Regions from separate parts of the Arachis hypogaea genome. Here region 1 is linked to region 2. Evidence: chromatin contacts called from public Hi-C data. All regions are on one chromosome and are shown on one strand. The core of a region is the stretch at or near the end of the contact, and the rest is flanking DNA. Distances in the headings are between cores, read along the strand shown. Region 1 has its middle 27 kb from the start of LOC112784628. Region 2 holds the start of LOC112784627 (cytochrome P450 85A).

Region 1 (4,851 bases), core at 2,037-4,536, 60 kb after region 2:
GTTGTTTCGAATTACATGTATTTGTAGTTCGAATCATATTGATTCGAATTATATATAAATGGCCATTGATGGATTGCTGAAATAATTTTTGTTTTGGCTGATTTGGGTAATAAAATTTTCACCTTGGTTTATTTGGATTTTTTACCCTATTTTTAAACTGTTTTTTATACTAATTAATTGTTATTAATTAGTAATTTTTTAAATTTTATTTTTTAAAAAACATAAAATTAATAATTATTAATTACGATTGTTTAAAATTAACTAGTTAAGAATTATTTACCTATATTTGTATATATATATAAATATAATAAAGGATCCATCAATTTTAATGGTTTTAGTGGAGAAACTTCAGCACTCTCCAATAATTGATCATTCTCAGATATTTTAAGTATGTACATCCTCTTATTGAAGACTTCTCATTTTCTGAACATCAATGGCGTAAATCCTCCACTTAGTTGATACTCTTATGTCTTCACTTTCTTTAATATCTTAGATCATTTGTTTTCAATTGTCAAAATACAAACTTGGCCTTTGCAAGACGATTTCAATTTTGAGGGAAGGTGTTATAAATATATAATGAATTTGTTATTATTTTAAATTTTAAGTTATTTTCTTCAGTTACGATTAGGTTTTATCTTTTGTTATTCAATCCGTGACAATTGTAACTACTTTTAGATAGAATTATAATAAATTTTTTTATAAATTTAATTCTGATGTATTTTTAATATAAAATCGTTTTATACGTACATCTATTTACACAATGTTATATTAATAAAATAATTATTTTTTATATTAACAATGTGAATTATCATCTAAATAGAGATCGATTGTGACGATTGTGTAAAATATTTTACATTATGAAAAATTAAACTCTTTATTTATATGTAATACATTTTGACATATTAAATTCAGCTAACTTTTTCATTTAAAACGGCTTTATCCTATAGCACGACAATTTTAAAAAAATCACCCCATTGTCTTCACTTATTTATTTTTTTGTTTTATACTTAAAATTTTTTATACAAAAATTACAAATTGCTCCAATAATTTTGCTTTTTTGCATTTTTACAAAAAAATTAGGCTAAGGTAAACTACTGTAAATATAATTAAAAAAAGTAATAAAGGAAAGAAAATGGCATATGATTGATTGAGTGGTCGTGTGGTAGGTCGTATCCACGTGCACATGTTTGTATTCGCTGAATCCACGGATTTTGTCGGTTATTTTTTCCCCTTTGGTTTCTGGCTCTTTGTCTCACTTGTTTATCTTTTCCTCTCTGTCTCTTTGCTACAATATCGCCATCCCCTTTTATTCCCAATTTTCCATTATCTTCTATGAATTCTCTCTCAATTTTGTATCATCCTCAATTCCTCACCCATGCTAACTTGGGAAAATTGACTTGTAGATGTTGAAGGAGTATTGTTGTAGATCTATACTAAATATCAAGTATTAATTTAATTATTGATATAAAAAATAAATTATAAATATATAATAGTTAATTTAATAATTATTTTTTTATAAGTACATAATATTTTTATTATTATATTAATAAGTTTTAATTCATCTACTATTTTGTCAATTTTAAATTAATTATGACTTTAACATTCTGTGAACTTTTTTTTATATTGTATTTTAGGCGTAAAATTTTCAATAATGAACCAATTATGTATTAAATAATGCTATATATGGCCATTTACATAATGTTATTGACGTTTTGTGTTTTTATAATTAAAATAATATTTTTTATTACAAAATATAAGTGACATTTTGTTCTTTTATAATTAATTTTTTTATTATAAAATATTAATAACGTTTTGTGCTATTATTACAATCGTGTAAAATACTAAAATAATAAAATATTTTTGTATTTCATAATAAATTTATTCATATATAAAAATTTTAGCCACATTATATATATATCACAAATTAATACTAAAATATATTATTTTGGTAATATATATATATATATATTAAAGTGACAATAGATCAATTTTAAAATTGGTCAAATAATTTGCTCATTCATATGTTAAAATAAATATATTTAGGAGTTCAAATTTAATTTATATATGAAAAAATTTAAAATAAATTCTTAAATGAAATTTATATTTACAGCATATTATTGTTTGATATCTGGCAAGAGTGTAATTAGCCATGCATGCAAAGATTTGATAAGGGAAGGTGCAGAGCAGAGCAGAGCATTGATAAAAGAAAACTAACCCCAGCCACATAATGTGTCTGTCTCCCTCTCCAACTCAATTACTCTATCACACACTTTCACATAACTGTTGGACCAGTTTCTGCCTATTATTGCTACATTACAATATAATTAATTCATTATTTTAAAATACTGCAGTGTTGGATATCTACATGACTATACGTGTTTTAATCAAAGATCTCGAATTCAAATTGAATTTGAAGAAATATAAAAAAAGTTTAGTGATTAATTAATATTTTTTATTCGTTATAAAGCTATTTCTCCAAAAAATTTAAATTAAAAAAAAAATAATACGAATGAATATATCTTTTACACGTCAACTTTAAGTTGGAGTCTTTTTAGATTTGTTGAATTTTTTTTTTTTTTTGCATAAATCCAATTTCTTTTCATTAGTCTTACTTTTTCTTTTCAAGTTCATCGAGAATCAAATTTTAGATTTTTCGAATACAAAACTTTGAGTAATACTACATAACTAGTAAATATTATTATTTTTTTTAGGATTTGGTTAGCAATAATTTGTATCTATATTTATACGAGTTTTGCACACAAAAACTATAGTTTGCATGCATCTATATTTATAAGAATTTTGTACACATAAATCAATATAATTTATACTCACATTTTTTCAGAATTTACACACATAAATTAATAAAATTTATTTTTTAAAAATAATTTATTATTTGTACTAGTTAAATAATAACGAAAATACTAAAAATTACTGACCCAATTCTTTTTTTAATTTTAATACCAAATCATAAAATTATTTCTCCAAAAAATTTAAACCAATAAAAAAAAGACAATTTAAGTAATTATATCTCTTAAATGGTTATTTGTAGATACTAACAATTTAAAGAAGGTAATTTCTATCTTCAAATTAGTAAAAGAGCTTTAAACCTTAAAACATTAAAACAACAATAGACATACACATGATCACAGTGTGGTTAGTAATAATGTATTAAGGAAAAGCATTGTTGTATTTATATGGAAGTGGTGGCAAGCTAAGGCTACACTAGAGGAGGTACTAAGATTTGTGAGGTAAGTATATTATTGTTGGTGTGGTAGTGTCACTATTATATGGCAGAATGGAATAATAATAATTAAGGGATTCACGTGTGTGTTGGTCCATACTTCATAATAAGTAGCCCATCACCATTTTCGATTGGAATCATGGATACAAAACAACCTATACGTACACCACTTTCTCTTTCCCTTTAATTTCATTTAAATTCTGTTCCTTTCAAACACCTTTCTATATTATATTATTCTTACACACTCTCGTATGCATCATTTATTATTATTATTATTATTATTATTATTATGTTGCAACTGCTTTTGTTGTTGTTGTTGATACTATACTCTGATTCTAAATCTTCGCCGCTTGTAACAAACCTCCTTGGTAGCCACATATACGAGACAATGTGACTCTTACACTTTATTTAGATGGAAGATAGAAAATGAAAGAAAAAAAAAAGAAAATAAAAGGAAAGGAAAGAAAATAAATAAAAAGTTGATTTTTTTTTTTATGTTATTTGAATGAAGAAAAATAAATAAAAAAATAGAATTTTTTTTAATAAAAAAAATCATAATCAAGTGAAATTATATTAATACTCTTTTTTATATTATATATAAATAATAATATACCAATGTATTTTTATCATTGTTTATACAAAGGATAAATTTATATTTTTACCGTTGATTATACTTTTTCCCTCAGTTTTCATCTCATGTCCGAGAAGAAAAGTTTTGGATGGCCTCCGTATCATTTTTTTGTTTTTCTCCAATTTTTTATGCTGATCCAAACGGAGAAAAAGTTAATTTTCCATCCATTTTTTATCCTTACATTTTTTTTTCCACTCAATTTCCTTTAAATCAAACAATGCGTTAGTTTCGTATCCAATAACTTTTCATCATATAAGATGAGTTTAATTAGAAAGTGAGTTTTTTTTTTTAATAATATTAGCTCATTTTTTAATTTTTAATTATAATCTTAAACCCTAAATTAATCCTTCCAAAAATAAAGGTTAATAAAATAAGTTTATAACAAAAAAAATGAGTTAATATTAACTACTTAAAATATTAATTTCTTGTACTTCAGATCCTCGGATAAGATCTGCAAAAATTTAAGAAACCAATATTTTTTTTTTGTTTACCCAAACGGTATTTCCAAGTCCCAACCCGACAGGTTAAAGATTAATCCGTCGTGGATCTGAACTTCATTTAAGGGTCTGTCGCTGACCAATGAGTTGCTGCATGAACAAGGCGGAGTTCGAACTCCCGACACTTGCTTAAGCGGACGAGTGAATTGATCACTCGACCAACCCAAGTTGGTTAAGAAACCAATATTAATTCAACTAACCAGGGACGGATTCAGGAGGCAAAGTTTAGGCCTTGCTTCCAACTTTTTTGAACAAAAATTAATAATTTTAAGTAAATAAAATTATTATATATTATATAATTTTATTTTTTATTTTAAAAATAAAATAAATAATTAAATTATTAAATTTAAAAACAAGTAATATTACTTAAATTGAAGAAAATATTATTATTAATTAATTTTTGATTACATAAATATCCAAATCTTTAAATATTTAAACTTTTTTTTAGATATTTTTTTTTAATTTTTACACCTATTATCATA
Region 2 (4,531 bases), core at 548-3,047:
TAAAAAAATTATAATTTCAAAATTTACAAACATTAATGTCTTTATAATTCTAAATATGTAATAAACATAATCATCAACCCAATTTTTTGAAACAAAAATAAAATCAACATTTTAAAAAGTAAAATAAACATTGTCCAAAACATATAATTAAATATCTTCAAGTATCTATAATCAAACATAGAACATAATTCAAATTATAACTTAGAACATCTTCAATTACCAAAAAAAAGGACCTGTTGGAAAGCTCACCCTGTCCTGCCGAAACCCGCCAAAATTCGCGAATTAAGCGGTGCGAGTTAGGCGGACTTTTTAATCATACCAGTTTTAAATTTTCAATCCAACCCGTCTTTTTTGACAAGTTACGCAAGTTGATTGGCGAGTTTTGGCCCGCTTACCACCCTATTTAATATCTAATTATTGATAAATATATCATTAGCTATTTTTATTAATTGGCGAAAAAACATATGCTAATTGCAAAATGTTTTCATGTTCATTGGAATTAAAATGTTAAAATTAAATATTTTATATTTTGATAATATTCTTTTTATTTTTTAAATTAAAAGCCGTGTTACATAATAAAATTTATTATTTTAATTTTAACAACACTTTTAAGATATCGTAGTCACCATGATAAGTATCCTAACATGCCCCACAAAAATTTGTAATTCCTTTACTTATATATGAGTATATAATATATAATAAATGTTCTTATTTAGTTTAATTACTTACCCATTGTTAAAATTATTTTGAATTTACTTTCATTTTAAATTTTAAAATATAATTTCTATAGGTAAATTTTAGTGACTTATTTATTGTTTAATTATTTAGTTTTAACAAAAGAAAAATATAATGATCAATCTTTAAAAAAAATACAATAATCTTATTATTCTACTTACTTGTTTTTCTTTAAAAAATGGCTTCTTTTAATGAAAGATAATTAAAAAAATTAAAATTAAATATACTATTTTTAAATTCAAATGAGATATAAAAGATTTATTAATGCAAAAAATTATTATTATTATAGCAAAGAAAGTAAATAATTTTAAATATTGTACTAAAGAAAATAAATTTAATATACTATTATTGGTATTATTAAAATTATTATTTAATATTTTCATAATGTAAATTATGAAAAAACTAATTATAATTTTATTTTTTTAATCAAATTGGATTAATCACTATATTTTGATATATTAAATGACATATTTTAGATTAATATATATAATTATGTTCGGTTATATATGTATGCATGTATGCGTATATACGAACAATTTTTATTCCATTGATTAAAATTTTTGGACATTCGTATAAATTAAAACATCCTACAACCCACATGATCTCAAAAGAAAAAGGTGCAAAACATGTTGATAAGACCACCTATTTTCACCACATTATGCAAGTGAACATGAATTAATTTAGTTTAATTTTAATTGTTACCTTGCTCTTTGGTTTTTCATGAAGTTAGGACCTTGTTTAAGAAACTCAGATGTTTCTCCAAAAAGTGGCCACCCCATTGTACCTGGTGGCAAACCTTTATTCTTTTTCACGTACCTCACTTCATTCCATCTCAAGAGAGCAGAGAAAAAACAGAACAAGAACAAAACACCACCAACAATTGCAATGAATGTAAAAGCCATCTGGTGCTTTTCTTTCTTTCTAAAAGTTCTTGCAAAGGACTCAAAACAGAGAGAATAAAAATAAAAGGTACAAGCCTGGCTTAAAAAGAATGCACACAAACACACATATATATAGGTTCCCTTGACCAACCATTTTCATATAAGAAAAAAACCATATAAACAGAAGGTAGCATCACCAGCTATTGTAGGTCATGGCCATAAAAACAAAAAAAAAAACAAAAACAAAAAACAAAAAACAAAAAACAAAATAAAAGGGAAGACAATAATGTATACAAATAAATTAAGATAAATGATTTAATTAACCATATATTTTAAGAGTATAATAATATAAAATTTAAAATTTTTAATTCATTAGAAATATAAAAAAAACTTACTTTTACAATAATTTTTAATAAAAAATTTATTATTCTCTTAAATAATTAATGTCTTTAAAAAAAAGATTTAGCTAACTTGTGTGTTTAAAAACATGTTTAAACATATAATAATAATTTTTTAAAGTTTTTAATGTATTGAAAATGCAAAAAAAAAATTTTTAAATAATTTTTATAAAATATTTTTATGGTGTTTTTAATTTATGTCCTTAAAACATAAATTAGTTTAAAAAAAAGGATTGCTGCCTCATTTGTGAAGAATTTATTATTTTTTTTTGTATCTGAAGAATTTAATTTTGTAATAATCTAGCACATCATTAATTAAAAGATCTAGAATTTAATTTAGTTTCGGTATCTTCCTATTTTTCTCTTCCAGTGAGAAAAATGAGGGTTGGTACCTATTTTTCTCTTCCAGTCAATGCTAATTGATAATCGTTCAATGAGTTGGCAATGTAAACATTTTGACTATTATTATCTTATACTCTAAGAAGATTCTAAAACCTACAACCTCACTATAGATTTAGAGGTTAATGATGGAATTAGTTCTTGAAAGATGGATTATTCATTTTCTAAATTTATTTTTAAAAAATTTTATTAAATAAATTAGGTCTTTAAATATTATAAATTAATTATTTTTGTCCTTCTACCATTTGATTAATAGTTTTTTGTCAATAATTGATGATATAAACCGTTAATTGATAGCATATATGACACCTATTATGTCTAATTAAATGCTGAACAAATATATTTATAAGAAGGGAACCACTCAGATAAAAACGTTTAAAACGTTTTTTTTAGATATTTTTTAATAATTAAAATTCAATATATATAATTAATTAAACCATATTATTTTTTTTAAAATTAAATTATACAAAATGATCTGGCTAAAAAATCGATAAATTAAATATTAAATCTATCTAAGTTAATTTTTTTTATAAAAAATGACTATAATACCTTTATTATAAAAAATGACTAAAATACTCTTATTTTATATATATTAATATTAATTTTGAGAATGCTAACCCTCCTCTTCTCTCACCGCCCTTCATGAAATTAAGATTTAGGGTTCTCAAAATTAATATATATATATATATATATAATGAATATTTTAATAATTTTCTATAACAAAAATTTTATAGTCATTATTTTATAAAAAATATTAATTTAGATCGATTTATCTGAGTGGTAGAAGATTAATTAGGTGTCTTTATCTGAGTGACTTTCTTATAAAAATCTATCAATTTTGTCTATTTTTTAATTATATAAATCATAATCTTAATATAATCTAACGATATTAAATTAATAAATTTTTATAAATATATTTATTTATTATCTAATTATATATTATAGGTATCATGTATAATATGAATTAACATTATTTCTCATTAATTGTTGATAAAAACTATTAATTTAATTAAAAAATATGAAAATAATTAATTTATAATCTTTGAAAGACCAATTTAATTGATAAAATATTTTAAGAACAAATTTAATAAATCATCTTTTACAGTATTTTTAATCTATGTTCTTAGAGAATAAGTTAGTAAAAAATTTGCTGTCTTATTTGTGAGGAATACTTTTTTTGTGAAGAATTTAATTTAATAATAACGTAGCATAGCCTTAATTAAAAGATCCAGAATTTAGTTTTGGTTTCAGTATCTTCCTATTTTTCTCTTCCGGTGGAAAAAACGAGAGTTGGCAGGAACAATGCTAATTGATGACCGTTAAATGAGTTGGCAACGTAATCTTTTTGACTATGATTATCTTATCCTCTAAGAAGATTCCAAAACCTACAACCCCATTATAGTCTCGTACAATTAATCTTCAAGTCAACCAAAAAAACAAAAATTAATCTTCATCTTTTCCTCTGGTAAATGCATGAACCATGGCTGAGAATTGCGAGATCTTGGAGTGAAAATCGCGAATTTGTCTCCCTCTATATTTATTGAGATGAATATGGTAGAAGAGAATATCTACAAAAAAGGAAAAAAATCTTTAAAATTACTGCAAAAAATTATTGAAATAGTATCTGATTTTAATGAAGGGAAAATTCCACTCCCCTCCCTTGCGAGATGCTAAAATGACACTTCCTCTCCTCTATTTTATAAATGTACATTTTCCTTCTTTCTAATTTTTAAAAAACCTCCTCTTTAGTCCATTTTAAACTTTTTGTGTTAACTAATGTTAATTTTATCCATTTTTTAAGAAAAAATTATTTTTAAAAAATACCCATTAACAAAAATTTTATTTTTATCATTAAATTTTACTTACCAAAATATCCTTTAATAAATTATTTTTTTATTGATTAAATTATATTTTAAAAAAATTTAATAATTATATTATTTTTTCTAAAATACCCTTCAATATTTTTTAATTATTAAATTATAATTTTATCAAAATTTTCGTTAACAATTTTTTTATATTTTACTATTAATTTTTTGATATCTATATATATTATTTTAACATTAAATAAAAAATTTTAGTAAGATTATTTTTTAATATTAATATATATTAATTGTTATA

Evidence for each region. Hi-C and Micro-C count contacts between places; a contact is called where the count stands out from the background.
Region 1: a Hi-C map of leaf shows a contact between it and region 2, with 2.6 times the contacts expected there. The contact joins the enhancer-like site here to the promoter of LOC112784627 in region 2. A contact is called at or near these places in 2 of 8 Hi-C or Micro-C datasets (both in leaf).

The regions. Positions count from the first base shown.
Region 1 is chr20:137,142,040-137,146,890 of arahy.Tifrunner.gnm2.J5K5, forward strand. No RefSeq gene overlaps it. Among protein-coding and RNA genes, the nearest start is that of LOC112784628, 27 kb to the left of the region's middle. Within about 2 kb of position 3,287, at least 1 of the 3 cell types and tissues checked has open chromatin away from gene starts, as enhancers often do.
Region 2 is chr20:137,083,709-137,088,239 of arahy.Tifrunner.gnm2.J5K5, forward strand. LOC112784627 (cytochrome P450 85A) reads right to left here and starts at 1,798. Exons shown (of 9, transcript XM_025827901.3): 1 at 1,438-1,798. The coding sequence starts at 1,637.